Linked DNA regions of Mus musculus: regions 2, 3, 4, 5, 6 and 7 are each linked to region 1. A link is a contact called in public HiChIP or PLAC-seq and promoter capture Hi-C data. All regions are on one chromosome and are shown on one strand. Each heading gives the region's core, a stretch centred on a gene start, on an enhancer-like site or on the middle of the called end of the contact. The rest is flanking DNA. Distances are from core to core; before and after follow the strand shown. Region 1 holds the start of Pus1 (pseudouridine synthase 1). Region 2 overlaps Ttc28 (tetratricopeptide repeat domain 28). Region 3 overlaps Ttc28 (tetratricopeptide repeat domain 28). Region 4 holds the start of Lrcol1 (leucine rich colipase-like 1). Region 5 overlaps Ttc28 (tetratricopeptide repeat domain 28). Region 6 overlaps Ttc28 (tetratricopeptide repeat domain 28). Region 7 overlaps Ttc28 (tetratricopeptide repeat domain 28).

Evidence for each region. Promoter capture Hi-C pulls out the DNA fragments that hold promoters and counts their contacts. HiChIP or PLAC-seq counts read pairs in DNA pulled down with a chosen protein or histone mark.
Region 2: an H3K4me3 HiChIP or PLAC-seq map of the SCID.adh cell line shows a contact between it and region 1, with 5 times the contacts expected there. The contact joins the enhancer-like site here to the promoter of Pus1 in region 1. A contact is called at or near these places in 10 of 39 promoter capture datasets (the 3T3-L1 cell line, the C10 cell line, cranial neural crest and 6 more), 12 of 115 datasets of contacts at active chromatin or transcription factors (the SCID.adh cell line, craniofacial prominence, embryonic basal ganglia and 9 more) and 4 of 9 other capture datasets (adipose tissue, embryonic stem cells, liver and 1 more).
Region 3: an H3K4me3 HiChIP or PLAC-seq map of embryonic limb bud shows a contact between it and region 1, with 2.9 times the contacts expected there. The contact joins the enhancer-like site here to the promoter of Pus1 in region 1. A contact is called at or near these places in 16 of 39 promoter capture datasets (the 3T3-L1 cell line, 3T3-L1-derived adipocytes, the C10 cell line and 10 more), 1 of 484 Hi-C or Micro-C datasets (muscle stem cells), 14 of 115 datasets of contacts at active chromatin or transcription factors (the NIH/3T3 cell line, embryonic basal ganglia, embryonic forebrain and 11 more) and 4 of 9 other capture datasets (adipose tissue, embryonic stem cells, liver and 1 more).
Region 4: a contact with region 1 is called in an H3K27ac HiChIP or PLAC-seq map of embryonic stem cells, with 6 times the contacts expected there. The contact joins the promoter of Lrcol1 here to the promoter of Pus1 in region 1. A contact is called at or near these places in 8 of 39 promoter capture datasets (the 3T3-L1 cell line, cranial neural crest, embryonic stem cells and 2 more), 3 of 484 Hi-C or Micro-C datasets (the Ba/F3 cell line and embryonic stem cells), 6 of 115 datasets of contacts at active chromatin or transcription factors (bone marrow-derived macrophages, embryonic stem cells and large pre-B cells) and 1 of 9 other capture datasets (adipose tissue).
Region 5: a promoter capture Hi-C map of the C10 cell line shows a contact between it and region 1, with 4 times the contacts expected there. The contact joins the enhancer-like site here to the promoter of Pus1 in region 1. A contact is called at or near these places in 4 of 39 promoter capture datasets (the C10 cell line, cranial neural crest and hippocampal neurons), 6 of 115 datasets of contacts at active chromatin or transcription factors (bone marrow-derived macrophages, embryonic stem cells, memory CD8 T cells and 2 more) and 2 of 9 other capture datasets (adipose tissue and liver).
Region 6: a promoter capture Hi-C map of cranial neural crest shows a contact between it and region 1. The contact joins the enhancer-like site here to the promoter of Pus1 in region 1. A contact is called at or near these places in 3 of 39 promoter capture datasets (the C10 cell line, cranial neural crest and pre-B cells), 3 of 115 datasets of contacts at active chromatin or transcription factors (bone marrow-derived macrophages, embryonic stem cells and memory CD8 T cells) and 2 of 9 other capture datasets (adipose tissue and liver).
Region 7: a contact with region 1 is called in an H3K27ac HiChIP or PLAC-seq map of embryonic stem cells, with 5 read pairs. The contact joins the enhancer-like site here to the promoter of Pus1 in region 1. A contact is called at or near these places in 4 of 39 promoter capture datasets (the 3T3-L1 cell line, frontonasal cranial neural crest, maxillary cranial neural crest and 1 more), 2 of 115 datasets of contacts at active chromatin or transcription factors (bone marrow-derived macrophages and embryonic stem cells) and 1 of 9 other capture datasets (liver).

Annotation. Positions count from the first base shown.
Region 1 is chr5:110,779,303-110,781,924 of GRCm38.p6, reverse strand. It overlaps Pus1 (pseudouridine synthase 1), which reads left to right and starts at 1,329. Exons shown (of 6, transcript NM_019700.4): 1 at 1,329-1,685; 2 at 2,028-2,238. The coding sequence starts at 1,606. Gm26515 (a long non-coding RNA gene) reads right to left here and starts at 2,032. Exons shown (of 2, transcript XR_389515.4): 1 at 1,770-2,032; 2 at 861-1,419.
Region 2 is chr5:111,230,001-111,232,622 of GRCm38.p6, reverse strand. It overlaps Ttc28 (tetratricopeptide repeat domain 28), which reads right to left. Exons shown (of 23, transcript NM_001267622.1): 10 at 1,444-1,573. It overlaps Gm35628 (a long non-coding RNA gene), which reads left to right. Exons shown (of 3, transcript XR_389516.2): 3 at 1-157. Among named protein-coding and RNA genes, the nearest start is that of Gm35628, 3.5 kb to the left of the region's middle. Within about 2 kb of position 1,337, at least 14 of the 459 cell types and tissues checked have an H3K27ac peak or open chromatin away from gene starts, as enhancers often do. A contact at or near this core is called in the SCID.adh cell line and pancreatic islet, where this site is marked.
Region 3 is chr5:111,213,830-111,216,451 of GRCm38.p6, reverse strand. All of the region lies in intron 6 of Ttc28 (tetratricopeptide repeat domain 28), which reads right to left. Among named protein-coding and RNA genes, the nearest start is that of Gm35628, 20 kb to the left of the region's middle. Within about 2 kb of position 1,326, at least 32 of the 459 cell types and tissues checked have an H3K27ac peak or open chromatin away from gene starts, as enhancers often do. A contact at or near this core is called in embryonic limb bud, forebrain, muscle stem cells and 1 more, where this site is marked.
Region 4 is chr5:110,343,446-110,346,067 of GRCm38.p6, reverse strand. Lrcol1 (leucine rich colipase-like 1) reads right to left here and starts at 1,338. Exons shown (of 6, transcript NM_001310709.1): 1 at 1,239-1,338.
Region 5 is chr5:111,178,632-111,181,253 of GRCm38.p6, reverse strand. All of the region lies in intron 5 of Ttc28 (tetratricopeptide repeat domain 28), which reads right to left. Among named protein-coding and RNA genes, the nearest start is that of Gm35628, 55 kb to the left of the region's middle. Within about 2 kb of position 1,308, at least 169 of the 459 cell types and tissues checked have an H3K27ac peak or open chromatin away from gene starts, as enhancers often do. A contact at or near this core is called in adipose tissue, bone marrow-derived macrophages, liver and 1 more, where this site is marked.
Region 6 is chr5:111,153,407-111,156,028 of GRCm38.p6, reverse strand. All of the region lies in intron 5 of Ttc28 (tetratricopeptide repeat domain 28), which reads right to left. Among named protein-coding and RNA genes, the nearest start is that of Gm35628, 80 kb to the left of the region's middle. Within about 2 kb of position 1,303, at least 65 of the 459 cell types and tissues checked have an H3K27ac peak or open chromatin away from gene starts, as enhancers often do. A contact at or near this core is called in adipose tissue, where this site is marked.
Region 7 is chr5:111,125,905-111,128,526 of GRCm38.p6, reverse strand. All of the region lies in intron 5 of Ttc28 (tetratricopeptide repeat domain 28), which reads right to left. Among named protein-coding and RNA genes, the nearest start is that of Gm35628, 110 kb to the left of the region's middle. Within about 2 kb of position 1,341, at least 20 of the 459 cell types and tissues checked have an H3K27ac peak or open chromatin away from gene starts, as enhancers often do. A contact at or near this core is called in bone marrow-derived macrophages and embryonic stem cells, where this site is marked.

The DNA of each region.
Region 1 (2,622 bases), core at 80-2,579:
TCCCCAGGTCCCTTTGTGAGGCTTTGCCTCCCAACGCCCAGTGGGATCCCAATTGAATAGGGATCACAGCCAAGACCCATAAGGCTACTGATTCCTGGTTTTGTTTCTACTACTTTCTGTTACCAGACATCCCTGTGGTTTCCCTAACTGTAGACTCCAGAAGTGTCAATGCTGGCCCCTATTACTCTACCTATAGGAAGGAGCAGGTTCTGAGCTAGGTTGGCCACACTGTGGCACACTGCTGCCCCTGGGCCTTTGCACTGGTCCCTAGTCCCCTTGGATTATGTTTTTCCCCCTGCATACACATGAGGCTCCCTATCCCATTTCAAGCTGTGGTCACCTCAAGTCATGGTCCTCAGAAGTGTCCAGCCCAGTTCCCCAAGTCTCCGTGTGTGGCTTTAAACCTAATGAAGCCAAGAGTCTGAGCAGGGGAGTATCCCGGGTCAGCCAGATGGGTGTAGGAAGGACGAGCGGCTGCAAGGATGGAAGCAGGGATTGGCAAAACTCCTCATCTCTGGAAGAGTGACAAAGGTACATACATTCTCAAAGGTGAGAATGCTCAGGGTGAATCAGACAGCCTGAAAATGGGGGGAATGAAGTCACAGAGAAGGAACTGGGGCTTAGGTGCCCATGGCTGCATGTCCAGGTTTCATGTTGTTTGTGCATCACTCTTTGGCAAAATTAGAAAAATAAGAGTAACGTGTGAAGTCAGATGTGGTGACTCACATTTGTAATCCCAGCTCTTGGGAGGCTGAGGCTGGAGGGTTGCCAAAAGTTGGAGGACAGGAGCTGTGTATGGTGGTACACACCTTTAATCCCAGCATCTGGGAGGATATATACGAGAGAGATTTCCAGGCGGGTCAGGGCTACATAATGAGAAGGTTTTATGTCATTAAACACAACAGCGTCCGGAAATTGGAGCAGCTTCTGGAAATAACAAATGCTGGGAAACTTGATGGTCCACACACCACAAAGCCAGTGGTGTAACTGCGAGAGCATCTGTGACCTCCCAATGCCAGGGTTGGTGCCATGGGCCAGGCAAGGGCCTGCTCAGTAGCACTGAGTCGGTGCTGGGACTATCTATGCATCTGCAGTTATTACCTGCTGAGTGGCTCCCTGGTGCATTCCTAACCTGCACATTTTAATGAGGTTGTTTCACTTTTCAAGCCACGCCGACGTAGAGCCTTTCCCCTCTCTGGAAAACGGCATCTAGACTGGCTTGGATCCTGGTGGGAAGCCCCACCCACTGGGTCCACCCCGCTAGGCGCGTCCCAGAAAGACTTTTGTCCGCCTTCGGCCGCCTTCCAACGTTGCCCGCTTCCGCCTTCGTGCACGTGGTCAGCTTCGGGGGTTCCGCGGCGCCGTGAGTGGGTCCGGCGGGACTTTCCTCCCTCCTCGAGCGCGCCGGCTGCGCGATCTCTAAGGACGGGGTGGTGGTGTTGGATGGGGGTGGGCAGGGGCTGCGGGGGTCACAGGTCAGCCTAGGATCTGGGGCGCCGCAGGGTCAGAGCCAAGACATCTGGAAGACAGGGCAGGGATTTCGGGGCTGCAGAGTTCGGAGGGGATCGCTGAGGTCCGGGGTCGGTGCCCGCCACCCCGCAGCGCATGGGCTTCCCCCGCCTGTGGGCCGCACTGCTGAGAAACTGGGGACGGTGGACGGCGCGCCCAGGCCCGCGCGTGCCCGGGTAAAGACTTCCGCGACCTCTGTACTGAGACCTCTGTACTGAGAACCCAAGACTGTCCTGAGCTGTCTGCCTCTCCTTGCTTACCTGTGTCTTGTTTCCATCGCTGCCTTGTACTGCCCCGCCAGAGCACTGCCTCCCTGTGTGTCCAGTTCAAACTCCGCCCGAGTTGCCGCTGTTGTCCAACCTCAGTCACTCTTGTCATTGATGAACCAGGCTGGTTGGTTTGTCTTTGGGCAAGGTCTTTCAGAGACCGCTGAGGCAGGCAGAGCAGGGTTCTGTTTTTTTTTTTTTTTTTTTTAAACCGCTTTTACCACCTTGGTCACTCATGCCTGTTTTTCTCAGCCTGCCGCCTATGGCTGGAAACAAGGTGCCACCAGCGCTGGCCTCACACCAACCGGACAGGAAGGGCCGAGGTGGCTGGGTCTGGGAGGAGACGGAGCATCCTGCAAAGAGGGTCAAGGGCGGCGAGGATGAAGAGCCCCCACGCAAGCTGCCAAAGCGAAAAATTGTGCTGCTCATGGCCTACTCGGGCAAGGGCTACCACGGCATGCAGGTGAGGAGGGCTGCGGCTAGAAGCCCCTACCTGAGGCAGCCCTTGGTTCCCTGATGCTACTCAGAGCCAGGCCCATCCCAGGAAACAGTAAAAAAAAAAACAAAAACAAGCAAAACAAAAACCAAAAATCCACAGAATCCTCCGTAAGAGGTTTGGGTGGTTTTCTTCCACTATGGGAGCTGATTCACATGTGACCTTGGGAGCAGTGAGTCTTCATTGTTAGGGTGCTGCCTGCACAGTACCTGGGGAACTGTGTGACATGGGCAGATTTACTGAATGTGGGGACCAGATTGCTGCCAGGTGCTACCTGTTCAGCATCCTGAGGGGCCAGGGGCAAGCTAGGTTCTCTCTCTTATGAAAGCATCCTTCCCACCCCCAGTGTGG
Region 2 (2,622 bases), core at 88-2,587, 450 kb before region 1:
GTTTATGTGAGTGCGTGCAAACACCCTCCCTTACGCTATTAACTTATTAACTGGAACAGCAGGGATGATTTCTGCACACACTGGAGAATTATCCCCAAAGTGCTGGGCAGACTTAACAGTGTGATCATAATGGCAATAAATGACATCCCAGGCATGATCCCAGCCCATGCATAACAGGAAACCTGAGCATTGATGCATGGGAAGCAAAGGTGGGGAGAAAGGCTTCAAACACCCAACTCAAAGCACGAACACTGTGATGTCTATCTGTCTGTCTTCACTGCCACCCTGGCTGGTTTGGGGATTGCCTAGGAGCCAGCTCTGGGTGTGTCTAGAAGGGTCTTTTAACAGACAAGAGAAAGCCAGCTGAGGGCCAGCATTCATGTCTCTCTGCTTTAGGACTATGGTGTGAGGTGACCAGGGGCCACCAGCTCTCATTGTTATGCCCCCTAAATGTGAACTGCATCCCTAAAAATGAAAAACTCCAATACCCCCTCTGTGATTTTCTTTTCTCCGGTGCTTTTCCAAGAAAGGGCCACTGTGAACACAAAAGCCCAGGGCAGGGTGGCTGTGGATTGATTGCCCTGCTGCCTTTCAATACACAGGCTGGGGGTGCAGTTGGGAAGAGCCCTGACTGTGTGTGGCACAGCCTGGGACATAGGCCCAGAGAGTACAATCAATCAGCAGCAAGAACACATGGCTCAGGAAACAGAAGTGGCCAGTGTCATCTCAGCACATGGCCTGAGTGAGGCTTGAAGTGTTGGTAGAGGGACATCTGGTGCAGGGATCTGTGGGGGAGGGACACCTGGTACAGGAGTCTGTGGCAGAGGGACACATGGTGCAGGGGTCTGTGGTGGAGGGACACCTGGTACAGGAGTCTGTGGCAGAGGGACACATGGTGCAGGGATCTGTGGGGGAGGGACACCTGGTACAGGAGTCTGTGGCAGAGGGACACATGGTGCAGGGGTTTGTGGGGGAGGGACACCTGAAGCAGGGGGTCTATGGGGGAGGGACACCTGAAGCAGGGGGTCTATGGGGGAGGGACACCTGGAACAGGGGTCTGTGGGGGAGGGACACCTGGAACAGGGGTCTGTGGGGGAGGGACACCTGAAGCAGGGGGTCTATGGGGGAGGGACACCTGGAGCAGGGGTCTGTGGGGGAGTGACACCTGCTCTGCTCTCTCAGAATTGGAATTGCTCTGCTGTGGTTAAGCCAATCAAGTCACTCTGGATTCATCAACCTATGTGCATGACATCTGGTGGAGATCAGCTGAGAGCGTGCTCACTGAGCTCATGGGGACTGGCACTTGCCCTCACTGCTCTGCCGATCTTTGCTGAATGAACAAGTGACCATTTAATAGCAGGCTGTGGCCTTATGGTCTGCACTGATTACCGAACCACGGGCTTTGTGTGTACAGGCACACACACGGACGCCAGCTGCTCTCACCTAGGCTGACGAGCACCCGCTGCAAGGCCTGGTAGGATGATGTCTGCAGGTCGAAGAGAGAGAGCTTGTAGTCTGTGCTCAGCTGTGCCTCGTGCCGAATCGTTTCAAACAAGGCCGATGCCCTGTAAAGCTGCAAGGGACAGAACAGAGACTGTCACTCACGTCCACAACCAACACCCAGCAGTTCGGAGATGCAAGACAGCTCTTGCTTATACCCGGGCACACAACCTGAAAGCACCTTTTAAAGGGGTTAAAAGGAAGACTGCCAGGCAGGTCCTTGTGGATCTGAAGAAATCAGTTAACTCAGCCCCAGTTAACTAGAGTTTACGTGACCAATCTTTGACAGATGAGGGAATATGGACGATTAGGACTTGTGGGCTGAAGGACACGTTAAAACCAATTATCAACACAAACAGGAGCTGGTTTGATTAAAGCAATGAAAATCCTCTACTTCTGTTACCAGACAAGAGTAACTGCCCCTCCCCATGCCCCACCCCGGGCCTTGGGCACACTGGAGATGGACCAGGCTGGGCAGTGAGATTGTAAGTGACCCAGTGTCACAGAGCCAATCATAGCCCTCAAGACCAGGCTTTGCTTAGCTCCATGGGGCTGGTTTCTGTTGCACGGACACCTTGAGGCCCAGACAGCTGACATTTCCCTGGGAGACCCTGTCCCTGAAGCTCCACATTTATACAGGCTGGAAGCATGGAGCCAGAACCCTGGAGCAGAAGAGCACACAAGATGCTCCAGACTCTGCCACTCAGCGCTGTCAGACTCTGGCCAGGACACTAAGCCTCAGTTTCCTCTGAAAGCTGTCCTCTCTCTGTCTTCCCGAGGAGTTTGAGGAATAGCTCAGGGAGCAGCAGTACTTTGAAAACTAAGTTGCTGCACTGATATAAACTTCGAGTCTTATACACAGGAAATGACAGCATTAATCCTTTTCATTGCCTTTAATACTTTTTAGAAGAGGATTTTAAATTTTTATTGGTGTGTGTGGGCTGGGTGTGCACTTGCTCACATGTCTGCAGGGGATTGTGGAGGCCAGAAGAGGCTGCTGGGTACCCTATGGGGGAAGTTAGAGGTAAGCTGCCCAGTGTGGATGCTGGGAACTGAACTCAAATCCTCTGGTTTTCCCTGCTGAGCCACATTCAGCCCCAATCTTTAACACTTCTGAGCTCA
Region 3 (2,622 bases), core at 77-2,576, 430 kb before region 1:
TGAGTCCTGGTTTCGTATTTCTACTGCATCATCATATGATGTTATGAGTGATGTAGAATCCTTTACGGGATAAGACAATTTGCAGACAACTGGGCAATGGTCCCTTTACGCCCACTGAGCCCAGCTTTAGGTATCAAGCTGTCGGTCTGCACTTGGGGGCAAGAATAAATAAGACGGGGGATTCTTGGGTGGGAAAAGCCCCCGCAGTTCCCAATGCAGAAAGAATGAATCGTGAGCTGGCTCGCCCCACCCACCAACCCTTTCCAGAAGAACACACAGCAGTGGCAACTCTCCTCTCAGTCAGCAGGCAAGCAGCCACCGCCCAAGTCCTGCGCACCCTGGAGGGACCTCAGTGGTTGCCCTAAAGGTCTTTCCTCCGCGGAGCCCACCTCACCCTCTCTACCTCTGCGTCATCCCTAGTAGGGACGCACTGTCATCAATCATTCATTTTCCAGATGGAGAAAGTGAAGTCACAAGAAGGGAGTGGCCTAGCTGAAGTCCGACAGCTGGTTACTGTTAGTCCGGACCTGTTTCCCATCTCACCTCCCCGGAGTCAGGCTCTGCCAGCCCTCTGGAGTGAGGAACACCTGGATTTATTAGGCTCCGTTAGCTCTGACATAAACTGCTGAGCAACCTTTAAATGTGAACACTCACTGTGTTACCACAGTGCATGCCACGAGTAGAGGGTCACTGTGACAACCCGGGGTGACAGGTGTAGGAATACCCACCCATCCCCACTGTGTGGGTGAACTCACTCCAAAGCTGCCAAAGGTTTTTCTGCATCAAAGAAAAAAAGAGAGAGAGAGAATGCTTTCACCTTGTACTTTGGTAACACAAAACATACAGATGGCCACGGAGCAGGTTTGCATCAAGAGATCTGTATTTCTTTGATGATTGGCCTCTTATCTGCAGTCGATTTTACAGGACTGCTTTTGAGAGAGGATTATCACCAGTCATTAATAAGACACATCAACTGGCTTAGTGGTGATTTAAAAAAAATCATTAATAAAATTTATTCAGTATAGAAATATGTTCGTAACTAATTCAGAGATACCTCATCCATTAAACAAAAAAAAAAATATTGTTGCACAGCTCATTACAAGAGGCTGGGGGAAGAGACAAAGGCTGAGTTTTCTCTTACAAGGCATTTGCATAAATTAGTTGGGGAAAGCCTCCTCCACTGAGGGTTTTGCACTGCACAAACCCCATGTATGACGATCCTGAGAGGATCTGGGAGGCAGAAATTAGAGAGCGGCGAAGTGGCTGTGTGCACTATTACAGGAAGACACAACACCCACGAGGCACAACAACGATGCTAAGCAGCTTGTGCTGGTGCAGGGGAGATGCAGGGAAGGCAGGCTGACTGACTGCAGCACCGCACCGCACCGGGTGGGCGGGCGGGTGGGTGGCTCCTAATTGGCTAGAGTCTCCCAGTTCCTAGAAAGAGCCTCCAACTCTGAGGACAGGTCTGAGCTGAGTAAGCCATGGGGACCTAGTGTGTCCTCCAAGGGGCAAGCAGCTTCTCCTCAAGGCAACCGTCACAGGGCCTGTCACTCCGACGGACCAGAGTCACAAGCGTAGCTTTGCAGGGGCTGGCATAACCCCCGGGTGATGGCTCACTGAGGGTAGAGTAGAAATAGACATTGGGTTTCAAAGACTCAGCCGGAGGCTAGGAGTGTAGAGTGTCTTTAATCATCATATTGATTACGTTAGGATGCTGCTTTTGATATATGTAGTTAATAAAACATCACCAGTTTCACTCCATTTTACCTTTAAAACTTCAGCTACTAACAAAGATATAAGTGACTTGCAAGGCTCAGCTGCTCATTGTTTCCCTCAGCACTATGAGCTGAGGAAGGAGCCACACCCTCCTCTTCCACCTCCTCCTCTTCCTCCTCTTCCTTTCCCTCCTCTAGCCCTGAGTCTGGCCCACATCAGAACCTGTGCCAGCCTTTGCAGCACTAACCTGAATTCCCAGGGTTTGGCTCTCTAGGGCCAGATCCTTTGCCTACTCAAAAGTCTCACAAAGAAATGGGTTGATGGGAATTATTTCGGTTGACCTGCCATTCTAACAAACTACTTGATCTCAGAAAACCTCAATCTGCCCAGCTAGGTGGCTAAGGAGAAAGACTCAACCATACTCAAGGGACTGGCCTTGTGTTACCTGTCCTCAGTCACGAGGAGGAGTACAAGAGCTGTGTGATCAAAAGGGCTGAGCTGAGTGTGGGGAGGGGGAAGGAACAGAGGCTAAGAGATTACAAAGCAAGGTCCGTGTGCCTGGACAGCCTGATCTGCTGGGCTGAGAAGCACGACAGGATCTGTGGGCTGGCACTGGTGATCCAAGCATGACCAGGCCCCCTCTGCAATCCTTTCTCATTCCAGCATGTTCTCTGACGCGTGGAAGGCACAGTGACTCGGTGGGTGAAGGGCTCTCATGGCTCCTGGTTCTAGTATTTCTCGGCTGTGTGAGCCCAGGCAAGCTGTTGAATCTCAAACTTTATTTTCATTGTTTGTAAACTGTGGCTATCATGGCCCCTGTAAGGCAGTGGGAAGATGAGGTGCATGCGGTTCCCCTGGGGGCACCCAGCACCTCTCACTTTGGTGGAAATGACTCCTGCACAT
Region 4 (2,622 bases), core at 89-2,588, 440 kb after region 1:
TCCATGCCTTTGTTTTTTAAATTTTTGTTTATTTTTATTTTTATAGATGTGTTTGTTTTGCCTGCACCACATACATGCCCGAAACTAGAGCTATATATAAGTGATTGTGAGCCACCATGTGGATGCTGGGAACTAAACCGGGTTCTCTAGAAAAGCAGTAAGTGCTGCTAGCTGCTGAGCCAGTTCTCTGTCCTCAGCTCCCCTGGCTTTTATTTACTTTTCCAATTCAAGACCAATTGTACTTCTCATTGGTAATGGGAGACACCCTGAGTTCCCCATGCTGACCACGGACCTCCTTCTTCTCCTTTTCCCAGTCACTGCCTGTGGTTGACTGTACCAGCCGCAGGAATGGGACCGATTGCTAAGGGTGGAAAGAATCTACTCTTGTTTCCTTCACAGCAAGTCAAAGGTCCTAGATGCCCCTTGCCACCAGGAACTCAAGGGCACATAGCACTGTCCCAGTCAAAGGAGCAGATCCACAGCTATTGTACAAACTCAGCCAGTGTTCTTTCCATATAGCTAAATAGGCTTCATATGTCATCAATTGAGCCACAACCTGAACGCTTTTGAATTTCAAACTTGCCGTGTTCTTCTTGTGTTTGAAACCAGGAAGCGATTTTTGTTTTTAAGCCGCAACCTTCCCTTTAAGTCCTGACAAGGTCCTGTTTCCAAGTTGGACAGGATATACCTCACACAGCCCAAGAGCACTCTGCTATTGCCCATGAGAAGCCCAGTATAAAAGGGTCACAGATCACCACTGTTCATAAAGGACTACTGCACAGGAAAGCCCTGAGCGCACCGTGTTAAATAAATCAGCTAGTCACAAAAGGCCAAATACTGTTGAACGCCACTTACATAAGGGCCTGGGAATCATCAGGTCCACGGAGACAGATGGAAGAGTGGTGTCAGGGCCTAGAAAGGCACTGTTTAATGGGAAGATGTGCTCTGTTGGGCACGGAGGGCTATTGAGATCAGGCTACACCCTTCTCTAAGTTATTTCATATTGTACAAAGCAGGAGTTTTCCAGGGTGTGCACCGTCTCAGAAGAAGCCATTTTACAATGAACTTTTCACTCTGTTTTGAGGGGAAAGAGGGATGATTGCAACCGCTGGGTAGACCCAGAAACTAGACTATCTTTCTCCTGTTTCCTGCCAGGTACCACAGGACAGGAACAATCTGAGTTATTCCTGGGAGTAGAAAGGTAGTTTTTGGAACTGCTGAGTTCCCAGTGGCCCTACCTCCTTGCCTCAGGTCCACTTGCTCCTCTGTGCAGCGAGAGCAGCCAAACTGCAGTTTCCAAGCAGACGTCAGCCTTGAAGTAGAGGGTTACAGGTTAGCCAAGGGTACTTGGCCTCAAGTCTCTGAGCAGTAACTCAACTCCACTCCACTTCCTGCCCCGCCCTCTGCACAGAATGTAGAGATTCCGTGGACATGGCCTCCCACCATACTTTACCTGCTTTCCTGCTTTTTGCTTCTGTTCCAAATCAAGACCAGCTACCAATAGCCAAACAAACCCCTACCCAGCAGTGTAGGACACCCACTCTTTGTGCCCCCTCCCCACTGTCCTCCCCACCCCCCACCCCGCCCTAGGACCACAACTCCTTAGGCACCCAGAGTTCCCTTTCTCCACTCCTAAGTCAGGTGCTCATGTCTGGTGCTGACTCTGCCCCCTGATAATAGTCTCAGTTTGTTCTCATTTATCAATCCTTCTGTCTGTTCTATAGTGTGTGGGCTGTTCGTTCACTTGAGATTTTTGCCCCTGGGTGGGGGGCGTGGAGACTTAACCCAGGGCCTCACAAGTACTAGACAAGTGTTCCACCACCTAGCTCCAGCAGCTCTCCTTGTTAGCTCTTTAATGATTGACTAGGACTGACTACTTACAATCCTCCTGTCTCCACCTCTCAAGTGGTGGGATTACTGGTTTTGTATAAGCATGCTCAGCCTCAGGCAAATTAAAGCAGGACTTTTCTAAGAAAGAAGGACTCACAAAGAATGGCACCAGGATCCATGAAGGTCCTTGGTGGAAAACAGGAAGGATGTGATCAGCTTGGTGATTTCGGGTGGGGAGGTCCTGTCTGGAAGGGATCTGGACAACTGGCGTCTGAGATGGGCCAAGACCCAGTCTTTTGTTACAAAATATTCCCTAAAATTATGCATTCAGTTGTTCTAAATTAGATTGCCGTTGCTCCCTAGGCACTGGTCAGATTTAATCAAACAGTTCAAATATGCAATTTAGCTGTACTATTAGCAACAGCAAAGAGATGTCCAGGTTTGCCAAGGATGGATTTGCTCTGGTCTTACTTTGAAGTATTAGCAAAGATGTGGGTGGATCTTGAAAACACGATAAAGCCAGACGTAGGTATCGTATTTCAAATAAAAACCTTTTTGAGACATGAAGACTACTGTGGGAACAGGAATGGCGGCTTTATGGACAGGGGTTTGTTCTGAGGTGGGAGAACGGGTTTTGTGTTGTCCAATGAAGGGGACTGCACAACGTACAGCAGCATGTACTACACTCATTGGGTTGTTCATACGCTAAATGCATTTTATTTCCATAAAAGACAGCTTAAAATCATCTCGCTGAGACATATTAAGATGTTTGGTATTTGCTTCAAATAACCT
Region 5 (2,622 bases), core at 59-2,558, 400 kb before region 1:
CCTCAGCTTCTTTTGTCTCCCTTTTCTGTCCCTTCCTCTGCGCAGGCTTCCTTTCTATCTGAACCCCACGCTCGAGGCCACTGCTTAGACCCTCACCTGCTATGGCCTGCTGTCCTTGTGGTAGGATGCACAGGCCCCTCCCTGGGAAGCCAGGCAGCACAGGACCAGACACACTGAGCTCAGCTATTCTAGTACTCTACCTCTGGGACTCGTAGCCACTGAATATCTCTGAGCCTTGGTTTCCAGACAGACATTTCTACCTTCCACAGCGACAAGCCGGGAGCTGAGTGTTTTCAAATGTAGCCCCAAGCCCCTGTCAAATGTGTAATCCATAAATAATTCACTAGCTAGCTTCGAAGAATAGATCTGGTTGGAGGCAATGAGCCCTTGAACACTGCACAGACAGATTTATAAGGCTCAGGCAGGCACAGCACCCCAGGTGCCACTGTGCTTGGAAACTTCTGGTTTATGGCAACTCCAAATGAGGGCCCAGAGATGTGCGCTTCTGCTTCTTCGTTTCTGTAAATGCTAGGAAGACGCAGGAGCTGCTTCACTGCAGCTCTCTGGGCACGAGGAGAGGGACAGCCAGGCGCTCCCTCCAGGCTGTGGGGAAGGAGAATGGAATATCAGCCCTTCCCTGCCGGTCTCCCCTTAGTGTGCAGAGCTGCCAGGCAGTACTGCTCGTGGTGATGTCCTACCAGCGCACATCTAGGTAGCACTATGTGATGTTCAGCGCATGCTTCATGGCTCAGCACTGGGCAAAACAAAACACAGACAAACAAACAAAAAATCGAACAAGGCTAAGCACCAGAGTCATTTAACTTCATCTCGTCTTCTGGATTTATAAAATGGTGCTAATAACAACACTGTACACACTTGGAAGGGCTGGGCTGGGATCCAACAGGCTCATGCCCGATCGTGCCAGAGTAAATAATGCAGTGCTCTGTGAACTCACAGCCAAGGTGTGTGGGCACTGATGACCCCAAGCCACTTGGGGCCGGGCTGTTACCAGGCAGCCACTAGGAGCAGCCGCCGTGAACGTCAGTAATCGCAGCCGAACATCTATATTCCTATCAGTTTCGCAGGAAATAAAATCTAGTGTTTTACAGTCCCCGGGCAAATAACATGTGATGGTATTTATCAGCCAAGTGTGTTTGAAATTAATCACTTGTCTTTGTTTCTACTCCTGAAGAATAAGGGTAAATCTGAGACAGTTTCAGGTTATTAAGGGGGGTACGAGGGCCCCCTGCCGCCTGGGAACGCCAGGCCCACTGCACACAGGCACTGTGTCTGTACTGAGGTTTGTGCTGCCTTTGTATATTGACCTCTCTGCAGTTTCTGTGCCAGAAAAGCAGCAGCTGCTTCCCACAGAGGGCACATCTGGGAACATCTGTATTTGAATACTAAAATGCAGCCAGAAAGCATCACTAGCAAACTATCTGGCAGAGGAAGACAATGGCTTTCTCTTTCGATGTGATATAAATGAGTTGTGTTTTTGCCAAAGCACCGCTCCGAGCTACAGGCTCTGGCACTGGGGCCAGCCACCCCGTCACCCTGACAAGCTTCATGAGGCTCAAGCTAGAGCTAGAAATTTATTCACACATCAACCCATTTTCAAGGGTTTTGAGTTTGAGAACTAAAATAAGGTTTAAGCTATCCAAATTAGAACCACACTGGTGACATGAACACTAAACACTGTCCTGACAATGCACACATTTCCTCCTGTCCTTACAGTGTGCATTTTTCATAGTGGTTATAGTTTGCACGGTTACCTAAGGAATATTTGGTGTGCTTACCAATTGATTAATTGCATGTACTTGGGGAGATGGGGATTGTATTTGCAGTTAGTCGCAGAAATATTGATTCTCCCTTTTACTACCTAAGCCCACGTGGGTGAGGTATTCCCTGCGGTTCAGTGCTCATAAACCTGGGGCCTCAGTTAGGTACCAAAGCCCAGGGAAGGAACACAGACACATGGACAGGCTCTGGGATAGGACATAGGGCAGACTGTGAGGCTACAATGCATGCAATCACAGTACACAGAACTCCAGGTACCCCCTCCCCTTGTGAGACATGTATATTAATACTTTGTAAGGCTTGGAAAGCCCAGGTCAGGGTTTGGCTGGTGCTTAAACTTGTAGGTTTTAGTTTCTTTTTATCTCCAACATACTTAGCACATAATTTCAGAGATGTGCTAAGAGGGCCAGGTGACATATCACAAAACCCTGCCACCACAGCTACCAAGACAGCAGAAGCAGCTAAATCCTGACAGGCAGCACCTTTTCCCTCACAAACAGCAGGCAGCACCGTACCCAGATTACCACTCTGCAAATGTCTGCCTGAACAGCTGCCCTTGTTTTAGGGATGGCTACGTCACTTGTCCTGTGGCTGTGACTAAAGAACACCTGACACGCGGAGCTGAAGGGAGGATTAGTTTTGCCTTAAGGTTTGAGGCGATGTGGGTTTGAGGAGAACACCACGGTGAGGGCACAGTGCATCTGGAGTCAAGAAGCAGAGAGCGAGCAGGAAGTGGAGTGAGGCCCGCCCCAGTGACCCGCTTCCTCCAGTCAGGCTCCATTTCCTCAGGCTTTACAGCCTCCCAAATCACAGCCCCGTGGTTCC
Region 6 (2,622 bases), core at 54-2,553, 370 kb before region 1:
GAATCTTACAAAACTCGATGTGAGGAAGAAATGGAGCCTGATGGTAAAGCACACATGGGTCGCTCCCGTCAGACTGACTGCCACCTCACGAATGGTACACACAACATTCCATCATTATTTCCTTTAGACTGGAGTGATGCCTCTCCATACACAGCCACACCTCAGGCCACAGCCCAAAGCCACCTGCCAGCAGAGTGGGCGGTCACAGCCATGTGGTGTATATGCACATCCACGAGGCCTGCAATTCCACTTTTCTTCCAGCTCCACTGATCCTTGGAGTACCCAAGTTCCCTCACACATCCAGGGTTCTATGAGCCTGAGTTTGCAATCCCTGCCCAGGAATTTGTTCTCTAACCTGAAGAGCGTGGGTCACATGACTCCATCCTTCCAGTCATGGCTCCATACCCTCAGGGGACCCCAGAAACCCCTGAGCCAGTCAGATGCCTGCGTGGCACAGGACGTGCCAAGACAGACCTGCCCAGGGGCTATTCCCACACAACACCAATGTTTGGGGGCCCAGAGAAGGCCTGGGTGGGGGTTAGCAGAAATGAGATATTTTGCCTTGGAAGTATCCCCTGGACTGCCAGATGGGAGGGGCCTGAGCATAAGTCAAGTGTGAGTTGTCTCCAAGGCAGGGGAGAGCTTCCCAGACTATAAACTATTACACTCTGATGATTCCAGCCCCTGGATTTTAATCTTCCTCAGCTAAGAGAGATGACCTAATAGAAAGTCCAGACTCATTGTTCAACTAAGTACGTGAATTTTTGACAATTAAAAAAAAAATCAAAGGAAGAGAGACATGTATGCCTACGTAAGACACTTGTCCGGTAAAAAATGTAAGCACTTTATGGATGATCAGCATACTGTGTGAGCATCTGTCTACACACAGGTAGATACACTAACATGTCTAGGTTTCCTCTCAACGTGCCTCTCATGCCACAAGGACTGACTGGCAGAGAGAGACACCCAAGTCAATGTCAGTGTAGTATGACAAATGCTTTAATACCGGGACAAGGAAACTCGGGAGATCGGAACCTTCTGGCCTGTGGTTTTGTTGCTGCTAGTTTTGAAATGAAGGCGGGTGTTAGGGGGGAGTTATGCATCCAGAGGTTGAGATGTTAAGCCTGGATGTCTGCACAAGTCAGATGTGCAGCTTGCATCTGTGAGTCCTTGTGGAGTCACAAGACAACCCTCGGCGGGAAGGGCTGATGGCTGAGGATCACAGCTGGGAACAGCTCTGCTCTGTTCCCTTTACAAGTCCCAAGGGACACTGTGGAATGTGAGCAGCGTACACATGGCTGATGGGGGAGCCGTCAAGAGCTCAGTCCTAATAGGCCAAGCACAGTCATTAGGAAAATCCATGGAAACCAGTGTCTAGGAGGAAGGTATTTATTTGTTGTAAAGAATCAAAGTTAAGCATCGGATCGTTTATACATCTAACCACGCAATTACTGAGGCTTGGATAAGGGGGGGAAATGAGTGGGGAATGTGGATTTGTAGGAGACAAAGAGCAACCTATGGGTGATTTAATATTTGCTGCTGACCAGACATCAGGCTTCAGTGGGTGAGCATCTCTGAAGATGGATCTATGGCAGAACTGAGGACAAGAGTCATTCTCTCCAAACCCTGACCTGGGCCACGCAGGCGATGGTCTTGTATCAGACAGAGCTGTGGTGGAGCATGCCTGCCCACGGCTCCTTCTCAGAAGGCTGCTTCTCCCTGTCACCCTTGCTGAGAGCCACAGCTAGCTCTGTGAGTGCCACGGGGGTCCCCCGATATCACAGCTGTGGGACCCAGGCTGGACACTTGCCTGCAGGAGCAGCACATTAACTCAATAAACCATTTCCTACTTTTAGAAGGCAAAACAAGATTTCAAACAGGAAGATTAATCTGTTTTCAGAAATTTAAACTGATGAACAGGAAAAAAAATTAAAAAGGAAGGGACAGATTGAAGCAGAGCTAAAGCTGAGAGAACATATTCAGAGGTGGGAGGGGTGGCCACTGGGCATGGGGTTGGCTAACAGAGCCTACAGCCCTCGGCAGCAGCAGCAGCCTGGGGTGCTGGACAGGAGAGGCCACTGGTCATGCTGGGTCATACTGGAACAGCCATCCAGGGTGCTTGAACCTTCTGAATAAAACCCTTTGCTCTTGACAGGCACCTCAGACATTTCTGTCTCTTCAAATCAAGCTTACTTGAGCACAACCAGGACCCCATGGGCCTGAGTGATCAGTGAGAGGCTGGGGGTGGGGGAATCAGGGATCAACACCAGACAGCAGGCTGGACAAACCCAACAGCACAGCATTGCTAGCTAGAGCGTCTCAATCGGGTTAGGTGGGTTATGCCTTTTGTTTTTAAATTTTAATTTTGAATTACATTGCTAATTTTACTTGTAATTATTAATGCCACATTTAATTTCATCGATAATGTTCTCAGCGTGTGCACTGTGTGAGCATAAGGAAGCTGGAGAGAGACCTTGTGTATCTTTAACCATGGTCAAGCTTATTTTTTGAGGCAGGGTCTCCCAGGGAGTTTATCATTTGGAGTAGAGACTGGCCACCAAACCCCCAGGATTTGCCTACCTTTGCCCCCAAGCACTGGGGCTGGGGGAGGGCTGGGGGGAG
Region 7 (2,622 bases), core at 92-2,591, 350 kb before region 1:
CTCTGCTTTCTCACAGAGGACTTTGCAGGGGCCTCCCATCCTGCTGGATCCTCTGAGCCCCTCATGGCCACGGAGGAGAGGGGGTGACTGCACCTGCCTTACCGGCCTAGGCTTATTCAGACTGTTCATTTTTCCCAGTGACAATCACCTCTGTCAAGTCATAGTTCTTGAGCCCCTACTGTGTGCAAAGCTATGTAGTAATTGCGAGGGACACAGTATAGGCCTAAGGACACAAAAGCTGTCATGACAGGATGGCATTCTAGTAGGATGCAGACCACTAGCTCGATCAACGGAGGGGCCCAGTGCTGTGAGGAGTTGCAGTGAGGACGGTGCCTGGCAGTCATCTGCCCTGGCTCACTGACAAGCTCAGCTCCTACAGTCTCACAAGCCACATCCCACGGTATGGTTGTTATTCTTCAGGTAGTAGAAAGGTATTTTCATAAGATTGTTTTTCTCTTTGTAACAGGTCTTGCTATGCAGCTCAGGCTAGCCTGGAATTTTCTATGTAGCCCAGGCTACTGTCAAATTCCCTTGCCTCAGCCTCCAGAGTACTAACATTATAGGCGTGGCCATCATGCCCAACTATTTCAGTGGTCTTGAAAGTATAACAACGTAAAAACAGAATTCTAGGCCTTTAGGCCCAGGCTTGGGAATGTGGCCTTTGTAAAGGTATGCTAATCATAAAAGAGATAGCGACATTCCTCTCCCCACCCGCTTCCTGGGTTCAAAGAGTGCTCATTCAAAGAAAGTCACCCTGGCCATTACCAGAACCTGCAATGCAAATGTGCTATTGTTAGGGGCTCTTAGAAGCTGTCTTGAAAGTTAACAATTACCAGGTATTCCTTGTGACTCTTGTAACTTTACACTTCCTTGTGACTCTTAACTGGTATCTTTGGTATCTTCCAACAAAGCCCTCCCCACTTCCTTGAGTTGTGGTTTCTTCCTTTAAATACCCCCTTATCCAGCTACTCGGCGCGCCACAGTCCTCTACCCCTGTGTGGTGTATGACCGTGGGCCCGAGAGCGCTCTTGAATAAAAATCCTCTTGCAATTTGCAACAAGACCGTTTTCTCGTTGGTGATTTTGGGGTGTCGCCTCTCCTGAGTCAGAACGTGGGGGAGTCCTCACGTTGTGGGTCTTTCATTCTTGAACAACGTACTCTTTCCGCCGACATGCTATTGCAAGTAGACTTTTCTAACTGATGTTAATATGCAGTCCACATAAAGATAATTCAGATATCTGAGCAGCCCTTGGCTCATCTCTCCCTTCTGACCTGGAGCTCCATGAATGCCTACAGAGAGGAGCCTACTAAGCTCAGTGCTTAACCTCAGCTATCACACGCCCACTAGGCCCACAGAAGCCCTTTACCATTAAGGGCTAGGTACGGTAGAGCACTGCCCAGCCCTGCACAGTCCTGGGTCCCATCCCTAAAAGCATGCCACACAGAAGAAGGGGAGGAAAGGGGAGGAGAGAGGGATTAATCAAGAACTCTTTATCCCTGCTCTCTGAGCCCAGGCCACGAGACCCTGGGTCAGTTGATCCTTAAGGGCTTTTGTGATTTAATGCTTTAAGAGTCTGTTTCAGAGACATTTGACAGGGAGCTGGAACAATGTAACGGTGGGCAAAGGCTCTTGATGCTCTGGCAGAGGGCCTTGACTGGATTCCTAGCACCCAGCACCCAGCACCCAGCTCACAGCAGCCTGCAGCTCCAGGTGATCCAAAGGCTCTTCTGGCCTCCACAGGTACACACACACACGCATATAAACACATATGCACACACATGTATACACAGATATACACAGGCATACGCACAGAGATATACATACACATACATATATACACACACATACACATATAAACACATATACACACACATACACACATATACACAAGCATACACACAGAGATATACATGCACACACATATATACACACATAGACATACACGCACATATACACAGACACACACACAGACAGAAAGACACACACATTTACACACATACACATGCATACACATATACACACGCATGCATACACACACATTATACACATACAGATACAGACATATACACACAGATATACACCCATACATACACACAGACACAAATACAGAGAGACACATATGCACACAGACACACATACATATACAGACACATAAACATACATACATGTGTATATATACATGTATATATTATACACACAGAGATAAACACACAGAAATACATACACATAGACACTCACATACACAGACACACATACAGACAGAAAGACACACACATATGCATATATATGCATACACATATACACATGCACATATACACACATATTCACTAACCACATAAATACACACAAAAAAAAATAATAAAAGTTTTCAAAAGAAACATTTGACAGGAGACTCCCGTCTGAACTGACATGATACAGGATCAACACAGATGTTGTGAAGAGCAGACGGAAGAGCTTGGCACTTTAGACATGCGGTCCCCACCACCACCCTCACCCCACTGTCTCTGCAACTCGATAACAAGGACGAGGAGACCAGGAAGACTTGGAAACAAGGTCTGGGCTAATGTCCAGCCAACCGCTGTGCTTCCAGGCAGGGTGGAGACCAGGGTCATCAGTCCACA